Linked DNA regions of Zea mays: region 1 is linked to region 2. The links are chromatin contacts, called in public Hi-C maps. All regions are on one chromosome and are shown on one strand. The core of a region is the stretch at or near the end of the contact, and the rest is flanking DNA. Distances in the headings are between cores, read along the strand shown. Region 1 holds the start of LOC107457600 (Putative WRKY DNA-binding domain superfamily protein). Region 2 holds the start of LOC103634803 (protein SAR DEFICIENT 1).

Region 1 (6,361 bases), core at 1,043-3,542, 170 kb before region 2:
AATTATATATGTTCATTACATATTTGTTCTAGATTGGTCCTGGACTCTTGGCAGAAGGGGAAAGGCAAGGCCTCACGTATCCGTGGCTGTATAGACTATCTTGACCATTGACTTCTCTCCCCTCCTTGCCATGCAACACCAATCTTGATGCAATATTTCTTCACCTGTTCGTTATTTTATTCACCTGCTATGCTACATCTCCGTCGTCGCGCCAATCTTGAACGCAAGGTGAAATGTCCAAGATAGCTAGCTCTTGCATTTGCAGGCAATACTGACTCCACTAAAAAGAAACGAACTCTATTTATCTTTACTACCACCCTGGTTTTCTACTTTTCTCCCTCCCGGCTCTTTGACATTTTCAACCAAAACGCATGCCTGACCGCCACCGGCCACCCTGGTTCTCTATATACTCAGGGTCTGTTGGGTCCTCCTCTGGTGTTGAAGGCATATGGGAAACAATTAATAGAGTGTTAAGAAATACAATTATGTATAACACATACAAACAAAAATCTATAAAAATATTGTAAGATGTAGATGCACTCAAGCATAGCAACATCGCATGGAGTTCAATGGTTTTTGAAAAAAAATCCTATGTGAGACCTTTTTTTAGAGTCAACACGTATTAGTTATGAGTTTCCAATGATCAATAGCCTTTCCTACTTTTGAACATAAATAACACATTTTATGTCTAAAGGATGACACATGTCATCCTCCGGTGGTTCCATGTTAATATGTCCCTAGTAATGCCACGTGGGCACAAAGATATATATAGCTAGGCTGATAGGTGATCTTCAATAGTCAACTGACAAAATCGACTGAGCTAGCTTGGCGGACAAGTGACATACGTCAGGTTATTAGGTCGTCCGTACATATGCCAAGGGAAAGTGAAATCATGTTATGGGTTGAATTAGAAACTTAGGTCTAGTCCGTGGGCTGGATTCACTCCGTTATGGACTGTCGTTTGGCGCACCATGGACCGTCCCTTTTGTGCTCGGTGAACCACGTGTCTATGGACCCGATGCATGTGGGTGATCCTTGGTGTCTGAGATCACACGTGGTTAGCGTACGGTAGATAGTGCTTATGGTCCTCTACGAGGCCAAAAGCAAAGGTGAGCGTAAAGCAAGCTCAGATAGTCAGATTAGCTTTAGTTTATACATCTATTTTGCTAAAAAAAATTTGAAATTGGCAAGAGAGTTGCCTTTCATATTAAAAAGGGGATGGGCGCCCAGAGATACTACAAATAGTAAATCTCAACAAAAAAAAAACGGAAAAGGCACTAAAAACAGAGGCGTGGTCGCCATGCATCAAAAACACAAAGTTATACCATATTGGCTAAATGTTTTGCCCCTCCTCGAATCCACCAACAGGCCTCCTCTTTGATCTTTGCGAGAGTCTGTTGTAGGGTTGTCCCTTTTTTTTTCAAAAATTCGCGAGTTTATCGCATACCAAATCCTCCCAGAGACGAGAATGGTGAGGGTACGTAAGCACTTCTTATCTCTTATTGCAGATGCCGCAAGATTCGACCACCACTGCTGCATGTCAGGCGGAATAGTGGATCTCAGCACTTGAAGCCCACATGCTCAACTCAGCCCAAATGCGTTTGGTGAAGCAGCATTCAACAAAGAGATGAAATCCAGATTCCTCATATATTTCGCTATTTATATTGTGACTAAATCAACAAATGATGTATAATTATATATGTTCATTACATATTTGTTCTACTACTCGCTAGATTGGTCCTGGACTCTTGGCAGAGGGGAAAGGCAAGGCGGCAAGGCCTCACGTATCTGTGGCTGTATAGACTATCTTGACCATTGACTTCTCTCCCGGCCTCCTTGCCATGTAACACCAATCTTGATGCAATATTTCTTCACCTGTTCGTTATTTTATTCACCAGCTACCTCTCCGTCGTCGCGCCAATCTTGAACGCAAGGTGAAATGTCCAAGGTAGCTCTTGCATTTGCAGGCAAGGGTGTCCGAAAAATTCAAGCTCCTCCTCGCAGATGGCTCTCAATACTGACTCCACTAAAAAGAAACGAACTCTATTTATCTTTACTAGCACCCTGGTTTTCTACTTTTCTCCCTCCCGGCTCTTTGACATTTTCAACCAAAACGCTGAAACGCATGCCTGGCCGCCACCGGCCACCCTGTTAATCCTTTTAAAGTTGGTTCTAGCTGTCGTACCGTCCGTACTCCGTACAACCCAACCACCCCCGCCCCACCCCACCCGTTGCAAGTCAACGTCCGCTAGCTCTCTCCCCTACCTCCATTGGGCCACGAACTCAAGAGAGCTGAGCTATGGAGGCCGCCGATCTGCGCTGGTGCTGTGGTAGCAGCAGCAACGACTGGGACCTACACGCCGTGGTGCGCTTCGCCAGCTGCAGTGGTGGTGGCAGCCGCGTCACTACTAGCTCGCCGCTGCGGGCCTCGGACGAACCATTCTCATCCTGCCTGCTGCCGCCGCCGCAGTCACAGACGAAGGACGAGGTGACGGACGCCGCGGCGCCGCAGCAGCTCCCGACCGGCCCTGCCGTCGGCGTCGACGACTTGTGCCTGCAGCAGGCCTTCCTCGGCCTCGCCACGCCGCAGCCAAGAAACAACGAAGCGCCGCCGCCGGCCAAACGACCACGAACTCCCTACCGCAGTAATAACGGCGTTGGCGGACCGACACGTTCGAAGAGAAAGTATGTATCAGCCCGCCGTAGGCGGCCGGCGGCCCATCTAAATCTCTATTTTTTTCGATTATTTCCTCGCGAAATACTGGCAGTACCTGCCTACCTGGGAGGGAAGGAAACGACTTCAGCTCGCGCTTGTATTCGTATTTTCGTAGAAAGAAGAAGAGCCAGACGAGCAAGAAGGAGGTGGCGCGGGTGCCCGTGGGCGCGTCTCCGGACCCCTGGGCGTGGCGCAAGTACGGGCAGAAGCCGATCAAGGGGTCGCCGTACCCGCGCGGATACTACCGGTGCAGCACCGACAAGGACTGCAGGGCGCGGAAGCAGGTGGAGCGCTGCCGCACCGACCCCTCCACCCTCATCGTCGGCTACACCGGCGAGCACAGCCACCCCGTCCCGCTCCATCGCAACGCCCTCGCTGGCACCACGCGCAACAAGCCGCAGCCAGCACCGCCGTCCACCTCCTCCCCGGCCGAGCAGCCTGATCCAGCTGCATCGCCGATCGATGACACTACTACTCCGCTGCTTTGTCCGTCCGTGCTGGGAGTGGAGTGCGAGGAGGAGGAGGAGAACACTGTCGCCGCCGGTCTGCTGCTCGAGGATGCGGAGATGGAGGGATATGAAGACGTGCTGTTGTTCCTCAAGCCCGCTCCGAGTCCCAGCAACGGCAGTGGCTCCAAGGACGTCATGCTATTTCCGGATCCCCATAGGCCTGCTCCGGGTGCGGACAATACCGGAGGCTCGGAGAAAGTCGTGCCACTCTCGAACCTCCAGTCCACGAGCTACCACTTCCAGTAACGACGAGCAGCAGCAGATCGAACGGGCGATGGCTCCGGCGGCCATGAACGTCAGAGACGAGCGGTGACCTTTCTCACGCCTTACGTCATGGGCGGCTGCAGCGCCGGCGGCGGCGACCAACTGGGTCTGACTTATGCTGCATGCATACAGCGATCTCCAACTCCAAGCACCCTGTGTCAGAAATTTATATATTTCTACGTTTAATTTAATTAAGAAATGTAGCGCAGTATAGATGTGACGATATATGTATACCTGTAAAATATTACTATTCACAAGGTTAGTAAAAATATACATATTCTCCATATTCTCCTTAGAAGCGTTATCTCTTCAGAGTTTCTCAATTTTTTGGTAGATTTTAATCACCTCTTTACACGTCTTGTGGACTCCATATTCTCCTTATTAGTGTTCATCTTGATTATCACAGTTTGATGATCATAGTTCATGAAAATAGCCGGTATATGTTTTCCAACTGTCAATAAATTCATAAGGAGTTCACGGAGCCACTCAGTCGCAACAGAAGCGGTACTAATGTTGTGAGTTATGCTTCTATAATTGACCTCATTAAGATGGCCTACTTGCAAGACATTCATGAAAAATTGCCACTCGTAAGTGAGAAAACATATTCACTTGTGGCATATATGTCATCACCATTAGACATCCAATTTGTAGCATAATAACCCTTTAGATAGGGTACCCGATGTAGTGAATGCCATAGCTCATTGTACCTTTTAGATATCACATTACTCTTGTGGTTTCTAGAACCCGGGGATGATAAGATTTGTGTTCGGTAGGGGTGCTAGCGCGGACTCACTCCGAATGGTGAGCTACGAGGGACTCGAGGGTGGATCTGAGGCGAGTTGGTTATACTGGTTCAGGTCGGAGCTCTGGTCTAGTGCAGTGCTGATCGTAGTATTGTTTGGAACATGTTACATCTGAATGCTTGTGTCAAGTTGTAGAGATATGGGATGATGTTTGGATGGGGGTCGTCTTGTCCTTTTATAGCCTAATGGTAGACGTTACAATGTGGACTAGTATTCTACTGGGGTGGAGTTTGACCTCCTGCTTCTAGGCCTCATATCCCCTATGGTCTCGTCTGTTGGGTCATGCTTCTGGGCCTTGTAGCCCCTATGGAGTCGTCTGCCGAGGCGTGTGTCGTCGTACCTCTGGTATGGCATCGCGTCCTGTCCGTCTTCCTGTAGCTACTCCGATTTAGACATGGTGTTGCTTGGTGGGTTCTGTTGAGTCAGCTCAAGGCGTGGTTTAGGGATGTCTTCAGTACAACTTCATCTTCTGTCATCTCCTAGTGTCATATTTCATCAAGTGTAGACGCATGCCTAGTACGACATATTGCCCAACCCCTCCAGTGTATGGGTCACTGTAAAGACCCCCGATGTTGAGGTTTCTACGGCCACGATTGTCTGGGTCCATTAGTCAGCGGGGATATGTATCCGTTGTTGTGTTTGACAGAGACCCCTCTGTACCGCTTTCATGGTCCGGTCATAGCTCTGTAATGTTCCGTCGTGTCGACGTGGCTTGATAGTACCAGGCCGACTCTTTCTAAGAGCCGGTTGTCATCTTGTTGGGTCGCTCGGTAGGCCCGTTGGTCGATGACCACACCTTGCTGGGTTGCTAGGCGGGCAGGTTGGTCGGTCACCTCGCTGGGTTGCTCGGCGTGTAGGTTGGTCGGCAACCTCGCCTTGCTAGGTTGCTCGGTGGGCAGGTTGGTCAGCAACCTTGCCTCGTTGGGTTGCTCTGCGGGCAGGTTCCTCGGCAGCCTTGCCTGCTGGGTTGCTTGACAGGCATTTGTTAAGTGGGCCAATCAACTTGGCAAGCCGTGCCTGAGTGACGTTTTAGGCCTTCCCAGCGAACTACTTGGCAGGCGGGCCGTTTTTTGTAGGTCTTGGGGCCTTCTTTGGGTACCCTGTTCCCAGGTACCCAATAACTCTCTTAATAAAACACCAATGATCATCTCTCGAGTTTGACACAAAATTGACTTAGCTTGCTCACAACAAACAAGATATTAGGCATTCTAGCACTAGCTTGATACAAAAGCTAACACATTATTTGGGAATGTCGCAATTGAACCATTGTTATTCTTCATTTTTTTTCCTCAATAGCACACTAGGGTCATAAGGCGTAGGAGCATGTTGCAGTCACTAAACCCCAAAGCAACTCCAAACGTTTTCCACCTTATGGGATTACATAAGTGTAAGCCCACACCTTGCCTTCTCTTAGTAGCTTGAAGAATATCATTAGGTTCTCCCAAATCTTTCATTTCAACATTATTAGACCCAGAGTATTTCACTTTTTTATCACATCAAGACTAGTTCACTAAATCATTACACGATCAACATAAAAACATGAGATCATAGCTTCACCCCAACCATACTGATAATGCACACATTTATCAACTTTGCTCACAACAAAACTAATAGATGTTAAGGTTCTATCGAACCTTTCTTGTCATTGCTTGGGTGCTTATTTCAAGCCATACAAAAACTTCAACAGTTTACACACCATGTCTTCTTGAACAGTTGCCGCATCAGTCAAATGGAAGAGTAATCCATGTCTCCAGAGTGCAGTCTCAACACAGAAAGCCCACTCCGGATAATTTTGACCATCAAGAGTGATATTGACCACAATAGCATTTGCCGCCATATTGAATTGAATCAAAAATTAGGGAGAACAGGAGACCTGAGACCAAACAAACCAGAGCAGCCCGACTTGGACGAGTTGACGGAGGTCCTAGGCGCGGAAGCCGAGTTGAACAGTGGCTGGAGGCTGGCGGGAGCAGCGACGTCGCAGATCTGTGGCCCTGTCCGCAACAGCAGTGGCCGGTGTAGATTTCTGGTAGAGCAGCGGATCCGCGGAACTTGTCTCAGGCGGCGGA
Region 2 (6,999 bases), core at 3,170-5,669:
TGACCTAAGTGACACAACACTCCAAATTCAGGGACTGTGCGTATCAGGTGGCACACGACACATGTGGGGAGACGCCAACGTGCCTCCAATGTGGCATGTCACGTCGCCATACAGTTTGAACAAATCTGATTTTTATATGATTTTGCATGGGTAAGTAAAGTTCAATGGTCTATTTTCGTAGTTTTAAAAGTTTGACGACCCATGTGATACATCATGCCAAATCCAAGGACTACTGATGCATTTTACTTAAAAAATAAATATAATGTGGCATTAGTGCAGAAGTAGGAATTAAATGAAAAAATAACCCCTTATCTAAACAATACAAGGAGAGTGATACGAGTACTACATCCTCGTAGGAAAGCAGAAGAAGAAAAATAATCTTCAAAGGCTCATCAACAAACCAATGACCAGGGGCGAAGCTAAGTTGTGCGTTGTGAATGCACATGCATCCCAAAAGATCCCAAAAACAATTATAATAGTCGAATTTTTACAATATATGTATCACCCATATTTTATCCCTGTGCACCCACAAGAGATGTGCACCTCCTTACATTTTGCTCTAGCTTCACCACTGTCGATGACTATTGAACTTCTCATTTTGGAGGCTCCAATGCAAGAGCAGAGTCCTAAAACCTTATGACTTGGGATTGATAGTTGGGCACGTCAGAGTTGCCTACGACAGTCGGGTCAACGATGACCACGTATGCCATGGGCGCCATCGACATAAGCGGCTACAGCGCCGTGATAGGGTTGTCCCGCTCCATTGCCAGGTGCAAGCGCGACGGGGGCATCCTGCCCTCTCCGGGAAAGACCAGACGCTTGATGAGCTTTAGGTCATCGTCCGCTGCACGTGTGAAGGCTTCGTTCATGGCTACTCGAAAGAGGCGCGACGACTAGGGAGTGGAGGCAGGAGAGTGAGGAGGCGATGGGAATAGCGAGGCAGATCAGATTCAAAATGGGAGGAAGCAACTAGACAATTGTGTGGCCATGGCGGAGGCAGGGGAGGGAGAAGAGGAGAAGCGTTGTACGTAAATGGAACAAGAGCGTGTCGCTCGTGAGTCGCCACGGTTATCGATTTTAGGGAGCCGCCAAATTCAACAGCTACAAAGAATATTTCTAAGTTAGAGCAGCTTCGTTTAACTTAGAATCGAATCGAACATCCTCAACGTTGGAATAGAACGGCTCCATTCTAATACACTATGAAACTAAACATTATCTTAAAAACTTGGACACAACAGAATAGACAGAAAAAATAGAGACCTTAAAAATAAGCAGCGCTCTGATTTAAGGGATTCTACTAGAGTTGCTCCGACACAGCGCTATAGGCCCCCTTTGGCAGGGCTCTCTCGGTGGCTCTTTTTTCTCGCTCTTCGTGAAGCCGTACCAAACGGTCTTAAAAAAATGGCTCCTCACCGAGAGTCATCAAAGAGCCAGAGCCGTTTTGCTATTGGGAGCCGAAGCACGAGAAAACAAACTTCTAACGGCTCCTTCTATCCGACACACAATAATATTTCATGAAATTATAGTGTCTGCCACCGTCGCCTCGTGAGAAGCTGTTTTGCCAAATGAATTACAAAACAGCTCTGACTCCTCTAAAGAAGCCAAGAAGCCAGAGAAGCTAGAGCCGAAGTCGTTAGGAGCCTGCCAAAGAGGGCCATAGTTTAACTTTTGAGACACAACAAAGACCAAGAGTCCTCGAACATTCGTGTTTATGTAAAAAAAAGGCGGTTTCATTTCTTTATTGCGACCTTGGTGTTTACAGGACACAAAAAAAAAAGTTTTGAAAAAATATCAAAGAAGAAATCAGAACTAGTATATGTTTACTCAACTAGTTCTGCTGCTAGCCCTTGTAGTTGTAGGCATATACCAGCCAGCCCCACGCGTCGCTGCTCCGACGTTACATTTACATGCAACTCAACTCATCTTTGGGAGCAGGAGCAGGAGCAGAGCAGGACGCTCCACGACCAGGCTGAACGGGAAAACTGAGAGATTACAATTACAACAAAGAATACGAATCAAACCAAAGAATCCTGCACTAGCTCGCTCGCCGCTTCTCGCTGCTCGCGGACGCTCGGCGGCGCGTCCGGCGATGCAGTGAAGGGCAGCTCGAACTCACCTACCCTTAGACCCTGCTGTTACATGAACACACACAGACACACTCACACACATGATCCTGGTCGTGGACATACAACCACGTTGTAGTTTTTTTTTAATGTTCATCCTGTTGCTGGAACCTTGCTAGCGATCTTCACTCGAGTTCCTCGTTCATGTCTTCTTCGGGGCTTACCCATCCAGCGCACATGTGGAACGCTTGGCCAGTCCACTGGTAGCCGAAGCTGTTGACCTGGGGAACGGGAACCACGTCGTCGTCGTCGTCGTCGTCGGGGAAGTCCATCTCCGCGGCGTTCTGGAACCAGAGCGGTGTGTCCACCGGCGCCGGCGCCGCGACGTGCGCTGCGTCTGCAGGTCGCCCGTGCACAAGGTGTTAGAGCAGGGGAATAATCGAGGCGGTCAGGCGGAACTCCTAACCGTCTGCAACTAGAAAGGAAAGTTGGTTGGGACACTTTTACTCTGCAGCAGCGGAGCGTTGGTGTCGGTGTGGCCGTCGAGCATGAAGGCCTCCTCGGCCGCGTCCTGGAGGCTGTGGCGGTGCTCGTACGCGTCCTGCAGCATCTGCTGCACCATCATCTGCCGGAGCCGGAACGAGAGTACATGTCAGAACGAACAAAACCAATGGGAGCTCATGCTCATCTGACCTTCTGTTCTGAGATGGCGCTGGCGGAGGACTCACCGTCTGGCCCCTGTTCAGCTGCTGCAGCGGCCACTCGACGCCGCCGACGTCGACCCTCACGACGTTGAAGATGGAGTCCACGAAGATGGTGCCGTGCGGCGTGGCGTGCGCGTACACCTTGCCGTCGGGGGCGCAGGTCCTGGCGTGCCTCGTCGCCGCCTCCCACATGCGGTCTCTCATGCCGTCGCCCAGAATCTGACCCCTCCTCCCCCACAGAAACCCACAATCAATAGCACTGCAGTAGTTACTTACTACTACAAGCTAGCACGGTTGATGAAATGAAATGAAAATGGACGCCAAGCTGCGTTCTGAACGCATGCAAACTCACCGCGCGAAGCTCGTCGGGGTTCACCATGAGCATCCGGACGAACTCCTGCACGGTGCCGACGTTGCGGCACATCAGCCTCGTGTGGAACGCGCCTCCCATGCGGATCTTCTCCAGCCTCCACACGTCGTCCGTGAGGGCGGGCGGGTAGTGCTTGCGGCACCGCTCGCCCCTGTGGTCCTTGACCACGAAGGCCTCCGTCACGGCCTCCTGGACCCGCGCGCCGCCGCCGCCGCCGCCGCCGCAGGCCGCGCGGGCGGCGATGCGGAACCTGCGGCTGCGGACCCAGGACGAGTTGTCCGTGAACCGGAGCTCGCCCACCGTGGCGCGCCCGTCCCTCAGGGTGAGACCGACGTCGCCGGTCAGGAGCGGGCGCCTGCCCTCGCGCTCCCTCACGACGCTCCTCTCCAACTCGTCCGCGGCCCAGTCCTCGCGCCCGTCCGGCGGGAAGTCGCCCAACACCGGGACCAGCTCCACGCGCAGCGCCCGCGGGACCGGGGGCGCGGCGGGCGAGCCGGTGCACGCGTCCACGAGGACCACCTCCAGCGGCCTCCCGGCCTCGCCCTCGATCTTGCTGCCCGTGAAGATCGGCAGCTGCGGCGGCGTCCGGAACGCCAGCTTCCACGCCGCCCGTTCCGCCGCCGGCGTCTCCGCCGGCGCCCTCTCGATGTAGCGCAGGCTCTGCATGAGCCTGAGCCCTGCCTCGACCTCCTCTTGCACCTGCACCAAGCCACCAACGGTGACCACGAGACACGGAGCCGGTCACGACGCCTGCTTGCTTCGCTCGCAGGAAGAAATGGGAATCGAGCCGGCCGGTCGGCCGGCCGTCGCTTACCACTCGGCGGATGAGAGGCTCCAGACACCTGAGCAGGTTCTGCATCTCCTTCTGCATCATCGCCTCCCGAATCACCCTGCAATTCGTGGATCGCGAACAGTCAGTCCGATCGAGCGGCCATTAACGAAAACAGAGGGGGAGCAAGAGCGAGAGCCAGCTCGGGAGATGAAAGAAAGAAGGCACGCGGCTCCCGTACGTCGACAAGGACGGCAGGCGGCGCATGCGGTTGTCGCCGGGCTGGTCGCCGTCCTGCTCGTACCCGTCGTGGAGGTGCTTCGCCGCCATTGTTGCTGTTGCTACTAGCGCAGGGACGGTCGGTCACCGTTTCTTGGGCGCTAAGGTCTCGAAGCTATTTTCAGAGACAAGGTGGATCCAATCCAAGCAGAATGATTGACTGGGCTAGCTGCTCGAGTAGGAGAGGAGGCTGAGAATGGTTTTTTGTGCGTTGGCCGTTGGTGCGGTTTGGGCAGAGTTGCTCGCTAGCGTCCGCCATTCTTATATAGAGACAGACGCAATGTGTGCCGGGCTGGGCCGGGCCGGCGTTGCACAGTGTGCTCGCGGGAAATGAGAGGTGGGAGCACCGAAGTCAGGAAGGTGCCGCGAAGCGCGAAGGTGAGACTTGCCGATGCCATAGAGTGAGGAAGTGAGGAGAGCGAGGTCGACTTGTCGCGTTCGTGTGATCGTGTCTCTCGTCACCAGCCAGAGCTGCCTCTCATTGTTCGATGAAAGTGCCGTGCGTCTTGATTTAAATTTTGATGCAGCGGCCGGAATAGTGCTGTTGCTATATCAACGTAAACCAACCAGGCTTAAGAATCAGGAATCAGGTCTTGTTTAGTATAATTCTGTATTATTATTAGAATACTTTAGATTAAAATCAGGTGTTCTTACTGCTGCAACTGTAATCTATAGAGATAAAACAATAATAAAAGCCAGTACGGATTAAAGCCAAGCGAACGTGAATTTATTTCTTTAGCCTAATAAATAGCTAGGTTGAAGTTGTTATATAAAAGCATTTGGTAGAACAGTTTTCCATACTTCTCGTATACTAGATTGAATAGACTGAGAGAGTGACATAAGTGAAACTAGTGCTTTTAGCTTGATCTAGCATTTGAACGTAATGGCAGGAGCTCTACCTTTTAATTAAAAAAAGAATATAATTGACTCAATTTTAAGAAAAATCGAGCCTGAAACCTATGCAGAGTGCACAAACAGGCCAGGCAACGTCAGCTCCCACATACAACCCATCCATAGTCATCGTTGCTGAGCTCGACACAAGGGACAAGCAGCTTCGACTCCGCAAGACGGGCCGCACACGGCCAAAGAAAACACGATGATGCCTACACCCAAACACCAACACAAAAGGAGCAAGATCGCGGTGCGTCGTCGTTGCGAAGCCTCAACACATCCTATGTGAGGTAGCTCTGATTCTACACCAACGAGCTCAATCCTCCGTCCCACCCCAGGCAATTGCCCAACCTATGAAACAATCAAGTCCACAAAGAAGGGGGGGTTCGCCACCTGTCATCGTTGTCGAGTCACATCCCTTGATGTAGCAGCTTCGACTTCATGTTGCAAAAACCCACCTTGACCCACATACTAGACGGCGAGAAGCGAAAGCAACAACCGAAAGGGGATGTCGTGGTCGATACGAACATCAATGCGACGCCTTCAAGAAGGTAGTGACGTCGGGGATGACACTGTCGTGTGTCCGATATGCATCGGGCTTTCGCCCAAGGAAGACATTGCTGGAGGATGCGACACCCTCGACAGGGATGCGGCACCCACATATGTCACCGTCGTCGAGGCTTTCGCCCAAGATGCCCCCAGCACATCAACACGCCAAGATGCACCGTCGCCTTGACATCCCGCACAAACCCCTCTAGAGGGGCATCGACGCGCCGGCTGCCGCAGCAGCCGCAAAGCCGTGTCATCCACCACCCCTCCGGCTGGGCACACAGAACCAGACAATATCTTGTCGCGTGCATCACACTGGCGCACCAGAGCCGATGTCGGTTGCCGCCGTAAGCTCTAGCACACACAGCCACCACAACCAGCTGTTGTCAGGCACCCTGTCGCCGCCACCACCATGTGCTAGCTCGATCCACTGGTCGTTACTGCAGCAGACGAAAGGAGGTCCCGCCACTGCCATTCCGGTCAACCGTGTCACCCTGCGGCGCATCCCGCCGTGCCACTAGACATCTCCACTCAACCCGTCGCGGCTGCCCCGGCCCTTGCTCAGGCAAAAACGGCCAGCCATGAGCATCGTCGTGGCATCAGGGCTAGCTCCGCAGAACGACGCCCATCCCCGACAGCCGCACGCCAGCGTCGGGCACCACTCCGTCCCTAGAAGCCACACCATCACCAAACTCCACCCCGACTGCCGCGGCCCCCGAGGAATCACCCCCAGCTGGGCTCCTCCCTATGGATCTACAACCCACAGCGGTCTTCCCTCCTCTTGCTTAGGCAAAAACAGGCCAGACGCTATCCTCGAAAGTCGCCCCAGCGCCGAACTCCACCCCAGCTGACACAGCCCTCATGGATCTGCCACGATGAGTCGCCGACTCGCACCACCATGCCACCAAATTCGGGGGTCACCGCCTGGCCCTCGAGCACCGCCTTCCCGTGGCCTTCGTCGACGGTGCCGGGTTCATGTGTTGGCTCTAGGACCAGCCTGCCAGCACCTCGAACGGTTGGCACGCGAAGGCCGCTGACCTTGCGTGTGTGCATGTCACCGACGAATCCGCGGGCAGCACCAACATGCACCACCTCGCCGTGCGCGCCGACATGGCCACGGCGGAGTCGAAGCCATAGCCGGGCCACAACATGCCTCCCGACTTCAGGAAGGGACTAAAGCCTCGTCGCCGCCCTCCTCGCCAGTCGTGCGGTTCTCGGGCGACTCACTCTGATGGCGGCGCGACAGGGGAAGGGGTGCAGTGGGTGTGGCGGCGTTAGGGTTGGGGTTGTGTGGGGGACAGATATCCCCCGGGTCCACCAGAAGGATAAAAGACCTCACGAAAGGCTCGAGGGCCCAATAAATCGTAAGGTCAT

Evidence for each region. A called contact is a pair of places that touch in the nucleus more often than the background predicts.
Region 1: a Hi-C map of bundle sheath shows a contact between it and region 2, with 2.6 times the contacts expected there. The contact joins the promoter of LOC107457600 here to the promoter of LOC103634803 in region 2. A contact is called at or near these places in 3 of 25 Hi-C or Micro-C datasets (bundle sheath, ear and leaf).

The regions. Positions count from the first base shown.
Region 1 is chr8:13,506,001-13,512,361 of Zm-B73-REFERENCE-NAM-5.0, reverse strand. LOC107457600 (Putative WRKY DNA-binding domain superfamily protein) reads left to right here and starts at 2,292. Exons shown (of 2, transcript NM_001321638.1): 1 at 2,292-2,685; 2 at 2,832-3,546. The coding sequence starts at 2,300. The coding sequence ends at 3,471.
Region 2 is chr8:13,332,750-13,339,748 of Zm-B73-REFERENCE-NAM-5.0, reverse strand. It overlaps LOC103634803 (protein SAR DEFICIENT 1), which reads right to left and starts at 4,419. Exons shown (of 6, transcript XM_008657393.2): 1 at 4,148-4,419; 2 at 3,952-4,027; 3 at 3,120-3,836; 4 at 2,792-2,986; 5 at 2,571-2,688; 6 at 1,758-2,460. The coding sequence starts at 4,236. The coding sequence ends at 2,249.